Regions from separate parts of the Mus musculus genome. Here region 2 is linked to region 1. Evidence: chromatin contacts called from public Hi-C data. All regions are on one chromosome and are shown on one strand. Each heading gives the region's core, a stretch centred on a gene start, on an enhancer-like site or on the middle of the called end of the contact. The rest is flanking DNA. Distances are from core to core; before and after follow the strand shown. Region 1 has its middle 110 kb from the start of Gm41205. Region 2 has its middle 89 kb from the start of Gm9195.

The links. A called contact is a pair of places that touch in the nucleus more often than the background predicts.
Region 2: a contact with region 1 is called in a Hi-C map of cerebral cortex, with 2.6 times the contacts expected there. The contact joins two enhancer-like sites. A contact is called at or near these places in 1 of 39 promoter capture datasets (hippocampal neurons) and 5 of 484 Hi-C or Micro-C datasets (cerebellar granule neurons, cerebellum, cerebral cortex and 2 more).

What each region holds. Positions count from the first base shown.
Region 1 is chr14:72,289,608-72,295,692 of GRCm38.p6, reverse strand. No RefSeq gene overlaps it. Among named protein-coding and RNA genes, the nearest start is that of Gm41205, 110 kb to the right of the region's middle. Within about 2 kb of position 2,817, at least 14 of the 459 cell types and tissues checked have an H3K27ac peak or open chromatin away from gene starts, as enhancers often do. A contact at or near this core is called in cerebral cortex, where this site is marked.
Region 2 is chr14:72,369,546-72,375,630 of GRCm38.p6, reverse strand. No RefSeq gene overlaps it. Among named protein-coding and RNA genes, the nearest start is that of Gm9195, 89 kb to the left of the region's middle. Within about 2 kb of position 3,525, at least 2 of the 459 cell types and tissues checked have an H3K27ac peak or open chromatin away from gene starts, as enhancers often do. A contact at or near this core is called in cerebral cortex, where this site is marked.

The DNA of each region.
Region 1 (6,085 bases), core at 1,568-4,067:
CTCCTGTAGCTCTGCCATGCTCACCCTGCGCACCTTTCTCTGCCAGCTCCCGGTTTACTTAGACTTAATGACACTCGGATCCCAGCAGGTTCCTTCCCAGAATCACAATGGGCGACATTACACACTCCTCGTGTCTGGTGATAACTTTTTATGAGGTTTTTATTCTCTAACAATATATTAAAGCCATATTTTTGCCAGGTTTTTACTTCGGTTTATTTCTTGCCCTTGACTCGCTGTTCTCTGCCCCACCCCCATCCCGCGACTCCAGTCCCTCCCACGACTCCCTCTACCTGAGCAGGTTTGCTGCGAAGATGTTTAATTCTCTTTTAATCCCAATTCCCCGAGATACATGAAAGCATCTTTACGAGCCCATAAATCCACTAAGATAAAGTGCATTTTTATTAGTTGTGTTGACATCAAAGGGGAAAAAAATAGAATCTAATGTGGAATAGTCAATAATGAATTTGCTTAATAGCCCCCCTCATCACCTTAACAGTCTCAGGAGGCAGTGGCCTCCGGGGTAGGGCACAGAGGCTGGCAGCGTTGCATCAGAGACAGGCAGGTTACCACCCTGGTAGACGATGTTTCCTCCAAGGAGAAAATATTTCTTTGTAATGGAGCTTGGAAGCTTGAAGGTAGAATATGGAAAACAGAGCCTGGGGCAGAGGGGTGAAGGGAAGAGGTTGGTGGACTGGGAGTTTAGCCATTGGTTGTTCCGAGGCTGCTAGGGTACCTGTCACCCTAGCTGTCAGCCTTGGTGAGAAAGCACAGACGACTGAGAGCTGCTCCGGTGACTGGAAAATGGAGAAAGGAGCTGGGAGGTATGATTTGCCATCTCAGGAAGCAGGTGACTCTGCAGGGGGCAGCGTCTCTGGGAAGAGAATGGAATTCCATGGTTCAAGCTAGGGTCAAGCTCAGCTTTGGTGCATCTGCACTGTCTACCCACCCCAGGCTTGCCTTTCTCCCCCTCAGGCCACCTGCTCCACTTCCTCATCCCTGGTTTGCGAGACTCCCTTTGCTCTTCCTTCTTCCTTCCTTCAGCCGAGGTTTTCTACATCCCTTTGTAGCTACAGATTTAGGGTTTGCAAGATTCCCTGGCTCCCATCCCTCCCTTCTTCCTTGTTTTTCTTCCCTCCATGCTTTCCGTTCTTGTTCTTGAGCTCTTCAGAAACTCTTTCACCCAGGGTGTTACTGAGAGTGAAGTCAGTGCACTCAAGTCCGTGACTGAGAACAGGGAATCTCTCTGCCGCGGTCACTTGATTTTGTTTGTTTGGTTTGGGTTTTCAAGACAGGGGTTCTCTGGGTAGTCCTGGCTGTCCTGAAAACCCCATTTAAAGATCAGGCCTTGAACTCAGAGATCCTCCTGCCTCTGCCTCCAGAGTGCTGGGATTAAGGCATGCGCCACCACGCCTGGTACAAGTGGGCATTTATGCGGCTTCGAGACAAGGGTGTAGAGATGGCTCCCTTTGAGACAAGGGTGTAGGCTCCGAGCGCTTAGTGCTCTTGCAGAGGACCTGGGTTTGAGACTCAGGCCACATATGATGGCTCACAACTGTTAGTAACTTTTCAAAGAATCTGATGCCCTATTATAACTTCTGAGGGAGGCAGGCACACGTGTGGTGCACATCATACAGGCAAAATGCTCATATGCATAGAAAACATACCAAAAAGGGGGGGGGGGAGGGTTGAAACTATTATGGATGGCCACTAGATGGCAATAGTCTAACATACAAAATAGTAAATCTCTGAAAGGCAGGTCCAGGATAAGGTGTTGAGCAAGAGGCCTGTAATGAAAATGTAGGTGTGGTCTGATGTAGGTGTTTGTTTTGGCTCATGGGGTAAGTCGTAGTGGCTGCAAGGCCACCTCTCATAGAAGAGCAGATGTCGACATTGCCACCCTCCAGGGTCCTTAGCTCCTCTTCACACCCCTGGCCAGCTGAGGTAAGAGCCTCAGACTGGATATGAACACACCTGGTTACTAATGTGCCCAGGTGTGACCTCCTGTTTCCTCAGTAGGCTCTGAGGATGGGCATGTAGTTTCTCCTCATGTCAGGGATTATCTATGGTCACTAAGGGAAGGGCACAGTGCTGAGACTGGCATAAGCTATTCGGAGGAGTTTGCTTGACTGCTGGGAAAAGCCTGTATCAAGAAGGTCTTGCCAGTGACTCATGCACAGAATGAAGTTTACACAGTCTTTATTCTTCAAAACCTTGAGTGTGTGTGTGGGGGGTGGGCGTGGGGGGGGAGTGGGGAGAGGGACAGGGATGGAAAGAGGCACAAGGAGAGATTAAGAGAATGCTGTAGTGGAAGGCTGCAGCATACTGTTGGTGGGACCAGACTTCAGAAAAAGAAGGAGCTCACTGGGCTAATGGGCCGTGAGCTTGTTCCTGCAGGGTTTAAATTAAAAACTCATAGCTTACCTGGCAAAGAGAAGGGGGAGCATGAGCTGGCACAATGAGGACATTTTACCCGCAAAGAGGGAGCGATCTGGGGTCCCGGTCAGGGATGGTTGCTTGGAAGTCAGCATGAGTTAGTGACGGTGAGTGGGAAGCTATGGCAGGTTGCTGAACAGGAATGTGATCCTTCTGTTGTTTAAGGGAACTCTCAACTCTGGCTCAGGACTGGTAGGTAATTGGCAGCGGGGATGGTGGTATTTTTTTTTTTTTTTTATCCATAGTGCATGGCCTTGGTGTTCAGTGAATGCGGAACAGATACTAGCAGGAGCCTCAAGGACACCGAGGCCAGCAGAGGACCCCTCCAGGGAGGTCAGCTTCATTGGTGAGTGTGTGGAGCAGTCTGCTCCTCTTGAAGGCTGGCTGGGAGCCACCCACACTGAGCACTGCTTATCTAAAGGCTGCTTTGTTCAGTAGCTCAGCAGAGCATAGGAGATGTGATCACTTGCTGGGAATTACACAGGCAGACTTTGCCCTCTGCCACTTCCCATTCTGCTGATACACTTATTTGACAGTGCCTAAGGAACTCCTGAACCATCCTTTATCTCAACACAGGGTTATAGCTAGACACCATTGCTGCTCCAGCCAAATCTCATGCCTGTTGCTCAGGCCCAGTTACATGGGTCCCCGCTGTGCATGCATACACGGCAGAATGCACAAAGGGTCTGAGTTGCATGTAAAGAAGACAGTGAGGTTAGGTGCCAGGTAGGGCAAGGACACACAGAATTTAGAGATACAAACGCAATCTCCGAACAGAGTCACACCTTAATGGACACAAAGAGTGGGCCTAGTAGAAGCCTGATCCTGGGTTTCTCTGGAATCAGCTCAAGCAGATAGAAGGGAATACTTGGGTAGCTGGCAAAAGAATAGGCCAGCTGTCAGTGGATAAGCATTTACTGAACCCCAATTAGGCAGAGCATGAGTAAGACAAGCTTCATGACCTTATGGGTATGAAGACAGGAAACCAGCAGTTATAGTCACAGTGGTACTTACAGTAAAGCATGGACAATTGCGTTTTTGTTGAGCTGGTGGGATTTTGTGGTCACATTAATTTGAATTCACATTACTGATATTGATCAAAGCATGATCAAACAGCTGGCCCCAAACAACAGTCTTCCGCATGCCAACCAGGCCTGGGTGTGCAGGAGCTGGGCAGAGAGGTCCCTTCCTTTGTCAATGATGCAATGGCAGTCTGAACAAGCTGAGTACACTTGTCTCTCAGGGCATTGTTTTTTTACTCCTCATGCCTTAGAACTTCAAAACCCAGGGTAATTAGCCCCAAATGGGCCATTCTCATTCAAACCACTACAGCAATTCACAGGATAACTTCCTGTTTTCTGTAACAAGATGAGCATCTCAAATCCCAGAAATTTTGAATGTTGACATGATGTTCAAAATTTTTCTGGATTTTAGAACATTTGAGATTTCACACTTCAGGATTATGGATGCTGCTTAGCTGGTAAAGTCTATGCAAATATTTTCAAATCTCAAAAAATGAAAAGAAAAAAACCTCTTCAATCTTTATGATTTTGAGTATTTCAGACAAGACATACTCAACGAGCACTAATAGCTCCTCCTCTTAGACGCTCTTTCACCTGAACATCTGTTGGTGAATGCTTTTGATTCTCCTACTCTGCTTGTCCATGACCCAGGGAATAAAAGTTCAGGACAACACAAAATTATATATGAAACCTTGTAGGTAATGAGGGCTAGGATGAAGGAGAAAATGAGGACAGCACACGGTGTACCTGCAAATACAGCCCTAAGGTCACAACTGCGGCTGTTGGCCTCTGTTTGCTGCTGGCGGGCAGAGCTGCTGGCACCAAGCTCCTTCACTGATTTCCTGGATGGGATCAATGTTTCCGGACTACATTTCCTGGCCCCTCTGTAGTTTAAGGTGGTTTAGTGACAGTGTGTTTGTCTATGAGATGTGATGGGGAAGCCAAGTGTGCTATCGTTATACGCCTGGCTAGGAACAGCCTCTCACCCACAAGTCCCTGCTTCTTCTCCGTCTTCTGTGACAACCTTCCACACACTGCAGATGACAGAGCCCTAGTGAAAGCAACCTGTGCCCTTGTACTACCATTGTCACAAGTGAAACTTTTTTGTGTGACTTCCCTGGGATTTGAGGGGCTTTGTCTCGTAGGATATCTTGTATGACTTCAGCTCAGAATCAGGCTTAGCAGGCAGAGAGACAGAGAGGCTGGTGGGTAGATTGTCATAAGGAATCTCTTCAGAGTGTAGCATCTTCTGTCTGTTTGCCACTGTGAAAGAGAACAGCAAGCTCTACAAGAATGACAGTGAGCTTGAGAGACAGTTCACCGTGCTTTCCTCTCCAGCTCCTGACCTTGGGGAATTTCATTTGGAGTCAATTGCTACAGATCTTTCTTTTCTGGGACAGACGATTTATCAGGACCCTCCTTCTCTCTTTGGATTGTATAGGACAAGAACCCGTCTTTCTGACTTTTAGAGTAGTAATGAAGATGACAAAAATAACCAATGGTAGAGACAGCTTTTGTATGCACTCAGTGCTATATTAGGCATTATTATTAATGATAATAATTGGGACTTGAAGTCAACAAACACCAGGAACTAACAAGTGATCATTTTAAGTGTGACATTTACTCTCAGTGACATAATATTAGCTCAAATGATGGCATAATCTATTTTATGTAAATTTAGTAGATGGAGATTAAACTTTTTCTGCACAGACAAATTAGAGAGAAATTATTTTCAAGTCAAGGATCTTTAACTATCAGGTTCTTTATCTTATATTGATTGGTACTGAAAGAGAAGAGCTACTTGAGACCCAGAGGTCATCAATTAAGGATTGATTAGCCTAACTATGAAGTAACCTTGGGATGGAGGGAGGATGGAATTACAATGAATAAGTTACATATGATTAGGTACCTAGGAGCACAGAAAGGAACTTGTGGTATTTACACTGTTGAGACACCCACACCATAGTGCCTTTGCACTTCATGTGTGGGTAATCTTCGAATGGATGGAGAGCACAGAGCCTCTGACCTCACAGGAAGACAGACAGTGGCCCTACAGAATCTGACCCAGGTAATAGAGAGGTCCCTGCATTCCACCTTGTTCTTTTCTAAGTATGTCATGTAGGCTGTGCAAGGAAAACTACTGCTCCTGTTCAGCTTACAGATGAGGAAACTGAAGCACAGAAATGGATGCTCCCCTTCATTGCCAAAGTCAGGGAGTCAGACTCCTCACATCAGTGCTAAGGACTAGAGAGGACAAAGGTCAGAGAAAATGCAATGGAGGAATGCATCAAGTAGGTAGAATGGTTACAGAGGGATGACAGTGAACCAATCACAAGTGAAGAGAAGAATCCAGTGCAAGGACAAAGGGAAGCGGGGTCACCAAGGTCTTGGGTGGAAAAATCATGGTGGGTTTGAGGAACATCAGGCAGAGGGCTGGATAGGAGAGAGTAGATAGGCAATGGGAAATTGATAGAGGACACATTAGAAAGACACCAGAGCTGGGTCTTCATGAGCCTTGATATCCACTGATGCTTTGGCATTTCATGTGACATGATGAAGTGTTTGAACAAGGACAATAATGAGATTGAGTCAAATGTTTTAAAAGATTGGACCATTTTGGATACTCACTG
Region 2 (6,085 bases), core at 2,276-4,775, 79 kb before region 1:
AAGACATTTGGACTGTCTGGGTGCTTGGGACTTGAGAAGGTGAAGATTCTTTTTCCATCCCTAGAAATATTCATATTCAGCTTTTGGAGAAGTCCTGGAGAGTGACTAGTCCAATGAACCAGCGCTCACTCACAGGCTTCCCTGGCTGGTGGGGCTCCAGGGCACTTGCTGGAGGGTCACTCTAGAAGCCCCTTCATCTTACAGATCTGTGACACTGTGGACTCTCACAAAATCTGCACAGTGACACAGTCAGCTCCATGGAGGCTCTCCAGGTCTGTCCTCCTGGGACATTCTCGTCTCCGCTGTCAGTTCCTGCCCGGGTGTTTAGTGGGGATGGACCCTTGTGTGGAACACTAATGGATGAACACATTCACACTTAAGGTTTATTTGGGATTATGGAAGGAACTGCACCCCATCCCATGACAAGTCTCTCAGGCTCCCCTGCTGAAGAAGCTCAAGGAAGCTCCTCCAACCGTGTACATTACACACTCTTGGCAGAGTCGTACTAAGCATCCCCGGGCTTCAATGCCCTGAATACAAGATTTGGGATTGGGATTACAGGGATACCACCACACCCTGCTGAAGAACAATTTTTAGTGATTTTAAAAAGTGTTCCTTTGATCACCTGAGAGGTGCTAGATACACAGCTTGGATACCTCTCTGCTACCTGTCCCCAGGGGATGGTCTGGCCAGAGCAGATTCAGCTCGTGCAGGAGGTTGGGAGAGTTAAACAGTGCTGGGCAGCACAATGCATTTCGTTCTTTTTACTTTAGGTTTAGTGTACTGGCTAGTTTTGTGTCAACTTGACACAGGCTGGAGTTATTACAGAATAAGGAGCTTCAGTTGGGGAAATGCCTCCATGAGATCCAGCTGTGGGGCATTTTTTCAATTAGTGATCAAGGGGGAAAGGCCCCTTGTGGGTGGGACCATCTCTGGGCTGGTAGTCTTGGGTTCTATAAGAGAGCAAGCTGAGCAAGCCAGGGGAAGCAAGCCAGTAAAGAACATCCCTCCATGGCCTCTGCATCAGCTCCTGCTTTCTGACCTGCTTGAGTTCCAGTCCTGACTTCCTTTGGTGATGAACAGCAGTATGGAAGTGTAAGCTGAATAAACCCTTTCCTCCACAACTTGCTTCTTGGTCATGATGCTTGTGCAGGAATAGAAACCCTGACTAAGACAGTTTAGAGAGGAATGAAGGTCACATAAAGATCTTCCAGCCCAAGGCATACAGTTCAGACAAAGTGCTCGCTCACTGCTTGGGTTTGTCTAGGGCTTGAAGAAGAAGAGGTAGAGATGATGCTTGTTTGACTCTCTAGAAAACATCCCAGAGATGGCAAAGCGTTGGGTACAAATAGGTATTTCCAGGCCCTCAGTCATCAGTGTCAATATCTACCCCCCTACCCTACCCCTTCTTTGCAGGGCAGGGAATGGAACCCAGGATCTCCTGTGTGCTAGGCCCATACTCTGGTACTGATCTTCATCCCCACTGAAGTTTCTTCCCCTCCCTCCCTCCCTCCCTCCCTCCCTCCCTCCCTCCCTCCCTCCCTCCCTCCCTCTGTTCCTTGTCTTGCTATATAGCTCAGAGTGACTTCAAACTCCCTATGCAGCCCAGCCTGTTCTCAGAGTCTCTCAATCTTTTTGCCTCAGCCTTCTGAGCTCCACCATGCCCATCCAGTAACAACTTCTTTCTAAGGTACCATGGATACAGTCTGGGCCCTTCCCCTGAGCCCAAGCTAAAGGGACTGTGGCCAGTTTGAGCATGGCAAACCTTACTCTTCTCCCCATTCCCTCTAAGGACTATTCCCTTATTTGGCCACTTCCTCCTCCTAAGGCTGACTACTGAGGTTCAGCAGTCAAAAGTGTGTCCCCCCCCCCCCTGCTCACCTTATTAACATGCCTGATTAAAATTAAGCACCTTGTGCTAACATGGGGTTTCTTTCCCCTTGTACCTTTATAAACCACCATATTTGTATGGGCCATGTCTGTCTCCTCTCTATCCACAGACAGTCCTTTGTCCCATGGTACAAATACCCCTTCCTCTTCTCCCCCCTCCTCTGTTCCCTTCCCAATCTCTCTCATTCTCTATCTCCTGTCTCTGTCTCTTATTCCCTGCCCTCTGTACCTCAAGGGAAAAATCTCACGGATGCTGAGAACTTGGTCTTGGGGTGTCTTGAGCTGACTCCCAGGTCCCCACAAACTCTGTAACAAAGGCTTTCGGCAGTCAGCTCTCTCCAGATCCCCTGGCACTGTCGCTTGCTGCCACTAAAGGTGCCTCTAACAATCCCGTGCCTTTCCCATGATCATGCTTGCACACCATGTGTGTGCAGGTGACCTCAGAGGCTGGAAGAGGTTGTTGGATCCTCTGAAGCTGGAGTTACTGGTGGCTGTGAGCAGCAGAGACTCTTAACAGCTGAGCCATCCCTCCAGCCCCCAAACTTCTTTAAGATATCCCCCCAACACCGGCCATCCCCCATGAGCGGTTGCTGCTTCTTGGTGTGTTGTGGGGCGGGGGTGGGGGGGTGGGGGGTGGGGAAGGAGGGGAGGCCAGGGCCTCTTGTATACTAGGCTGCCTCAGATTCCCTATATAGCTGATGATGGTTCTCCTGCTTCTGTCTCTTGAGTGCTGGTATCTTCCTGGAACTATAAAAATCACTATTGAAAAAAAAAAAAAAAGACTTTGAGTGTATAATGGGAATAGGGCCAGAGGACAATTTATAGTCGTTTGCTCTCTTTTTCTGCTGCATGGGTCCCAGGTCATCAGGCCAGCAATTTTACTCACCGAGCCATTTCAATGGCCTCTTATCACTTTTGACAGAGACACATCCTTGTTTCTGTCAAGATCTAGATGCAATGTGTTAACTTCAATAAGTTACCTGTAACTGATTCAACCTGGGATGGGCTCCTCCTTGTGGTCCTGCTAGCATACTGTATAGAGCAGTCTATATACAGACAACTACCTTCCATGGAAAGCCTTATGTATTTATCTCTGTGTTCCCAGGGGCTAACCTCATGTCTGAGCCATACTAAGTGCTCAATAAATATCTGCTGTGTGAATGGAATGCATGCATGCAGATCTGGAGTGTCCGTTTGTGAGGGCTTGCGTGGGCGTGGGTGTGTGTGCATGCGCGTGCGTGGGCGCATGCGACCTAATCGCAATATGTTTGAGGCAAAACACAGGTCAAGAGCTTAAAGTGAGGAGAAATATATCGGCTACTTGTGCCCATCGAAAACCCCAAAAATAAAAAAATAAAAACGAAGGGAGCAGAAGCGCTCCTGTGTGACCCCTTCAGGAAAACTGGCGTCCCTACGGAGGCCGGCCTGAGTGAGACATTTCAGACATTTCAGATTACCTGCCTTCTGAGCAGATGGTCCTCATTAGGAACAATTCCAGCTTCCTTCGAGAACTTGTCTTTTCTATGGGGCTCCCCGGCTGGCTGCCTAACTAACTCCCTCATCTCTTAATCTGGCTGCAGAAGACAGTCGATGTCCTTGTGGGCTGCAAGACAGTATGTGTCCAGCAGAGGGCGCTGCTGTCATTCGCTGGCCAGGCATCTCCGGTAGAGAGATTGCGGTGGGATTCTGCATGTGCTCTTGGCTGTGACCACCAGCCTGCTTCTAGTGGCCAGCTGGTCGTTTTACTGAACTGCCGAAGAAAGATAAGAGGGTCCAAATGGAGTCTCTTCCTGCCATCCCGCTAATGGGGTCAGGTCCCTGGCTGCTAAGGATGGTGCTCCCTAGATGATGCCCCACCCATGGCAGTTATCTGGGAGGACCAGTAGTCCTGCTTGTAGCTGGGATCTGAGTGAGTTCTCTGTCCTTTCTTCTGCTTTGCCACCACAGGCATCTTTGCAATTCTCTTCACTTTCCTGTCCCCAAACCAAACCAAACCAAACCAAACCAAACCAAAAAAGACAAAACACAACAACAACAAAACAACTCAGGCTCCTCCCACCAAGGCAGAACCCCTCCCCCCAAATAATGAAACCAATCTTAAATCTGATTGAGCCCGATGTGGTGGCTCAAGTGTGACAGTAATCCTACCAATCAGTAGAGTCATGGTTTACATCGTCATACCCCATCCCCAAACCACACTCAAACACAACACAACAGAACACAACAAAACCAAAACCGAAAATATCTCTTCCCAAACACTACAGCAGCGCAGCCAGGCTTGCTTTTGCGATCTGATCTATCATCTCCTTTCACATTTGCTTCTCTAACCTGGCGATAGTCAGCTTCCAAGCTTCCAAGCTTCCAAGCTCAAATCTCCCCTCTTCCTAGATCCCTCTCTCCCCATCTCTCTCTGACGGTGTCTCATTATGTTGCTTAGGCTGGTCTTGAACTCATGAGAACTCTTGAGACATGGCTGTTCTTTCCCAGCCTCTAGAACACCCAGAATGACAGGCATGCACTCTTACCTCTGGCTTCGATGACATCCTTTTGATGATCCAGTGCATTTATCTGCACCAGACACGCTGGCACATAATTATGTTGGAAAGCTGATGTTGAGGTGTTTAATGCTCATTCATCTAGCTGTTCAGTAACCATCCATCAAGCACTTATTATGTTCCAGGCACTGGGCTTATTTGTTAATCCAGGAGTCATTTCTGATGGCGTTACTCCACCCTATCTATCAGCGGACTGAGAGAAGCTTCTGAAATCATGCTGGCGCCTGCTCTCCTCCCTTTTCTACTTCTTTTGCTTTGCACACTATTTCTTGTCTGGACTTTGAAAATTGTCTTCAGCATTGTCTTCTGTTTCCATTCAACTCCCTGATCCAATGGGTGGGGGGCGGGGGGGGAGTGACTTGTAAAAGAAGAAGAATTTAATCATGTGTGTTGATCCCCTTGGTTAAGATGGTCTAATGGTATGTTGTGTCGTCGTATTTTGAATCAAGAGGAAACAGAAGTGGAAAATAGTTGGCTGTGGTTGTTCAGGCCTATATTCACAGTATTCACAATGCTGAGACAGGAGGATTATGAGTTTGAGATTAGACCATGCTACATAACTACATAGTGAATTGGAGGCCAAGTTGGGCTACACAATAAGAGCCTGTTTATTAAAGGAGGAGGAGGAGACAGAGGAGGGAGAAAAAGAATAGGAGAAGAAGCAGAGAAGGAAGAAAAAGAATAGGAGAGTGAGGCAGAAGAAGCAAAAGAGGAGAGGACGATGAAGGGGAAAGACGGAAAGGAGGGAGAGGAGGAAAAAGAGAAGAAGGAAGGGGAGGAGGGGGAGGAAGAGAGGAGGTGGAGGAGGGAGGGAAAGAGGGAGAGGAAGAGGAGGGAGGGGAGGAGGGAGAGGAGGAGGAATCTATCATTTCATTCATTCAGTCTATGGGCCATTCAGCTTCTGTCTCTGTAGCCTCAGATCCTTCATCTCTAAGTCCGGCCATCTTAGCCTTCTGTCCACATCAGGAGCAGCCAGTTCCCACCAGCCTTTGTTCCGGCCCTTGTACTTGCTGCTTCTGCCTGATGCTCTTTCCAGATGTTTGTGCTGTTTCCCCAGCATCCTCACTTACATTTAACCCAGTGCCAGTGACTTCAGGATGTTCCCATAGTCTTGTTGATTTACTTGACTGTTCCTGTCCTCACCCCCGCTGGCATGTTAGTTCCAGGATAGCTGGGGGCTTGTTGGGCTTCTTTGCCACTGTATAGCTGGTTCTTACTTGACACGAGAGTCTCTCTCTCTCTCTCTCTCTCTCTCTCTCTCTCTCTCTCTCTCTCATACATGTGTGTGGCTGTGTACGCCACAGTACTTGTATAGCGGTCATAGGACAGTGTGCAAAAGGAAGTTCTCTCCATCTGCCGTGAGTCTGGGGATTTTCTTCCTAGTCCTCCCATCTTTACCTCCCTAGTATTGCGACTACAGGTGTGCATCACCACGACCAGTTCCTGTCCTGCGAGGGATCAAACCCAGGGCTTTACAAACACCAGGCAACTTCTGTAGCAACTGAGCCACACCCCCAGCCTCCCTGCGCTTTCTTGCATCAAGAAAGGAATGGACCATTAAATGATTGTGAGCACAAACCTACCCAAGACGAATGGACGTAGCCGTAGCCCCTGCCTTCGGATAGTTCACAGAAAACTGA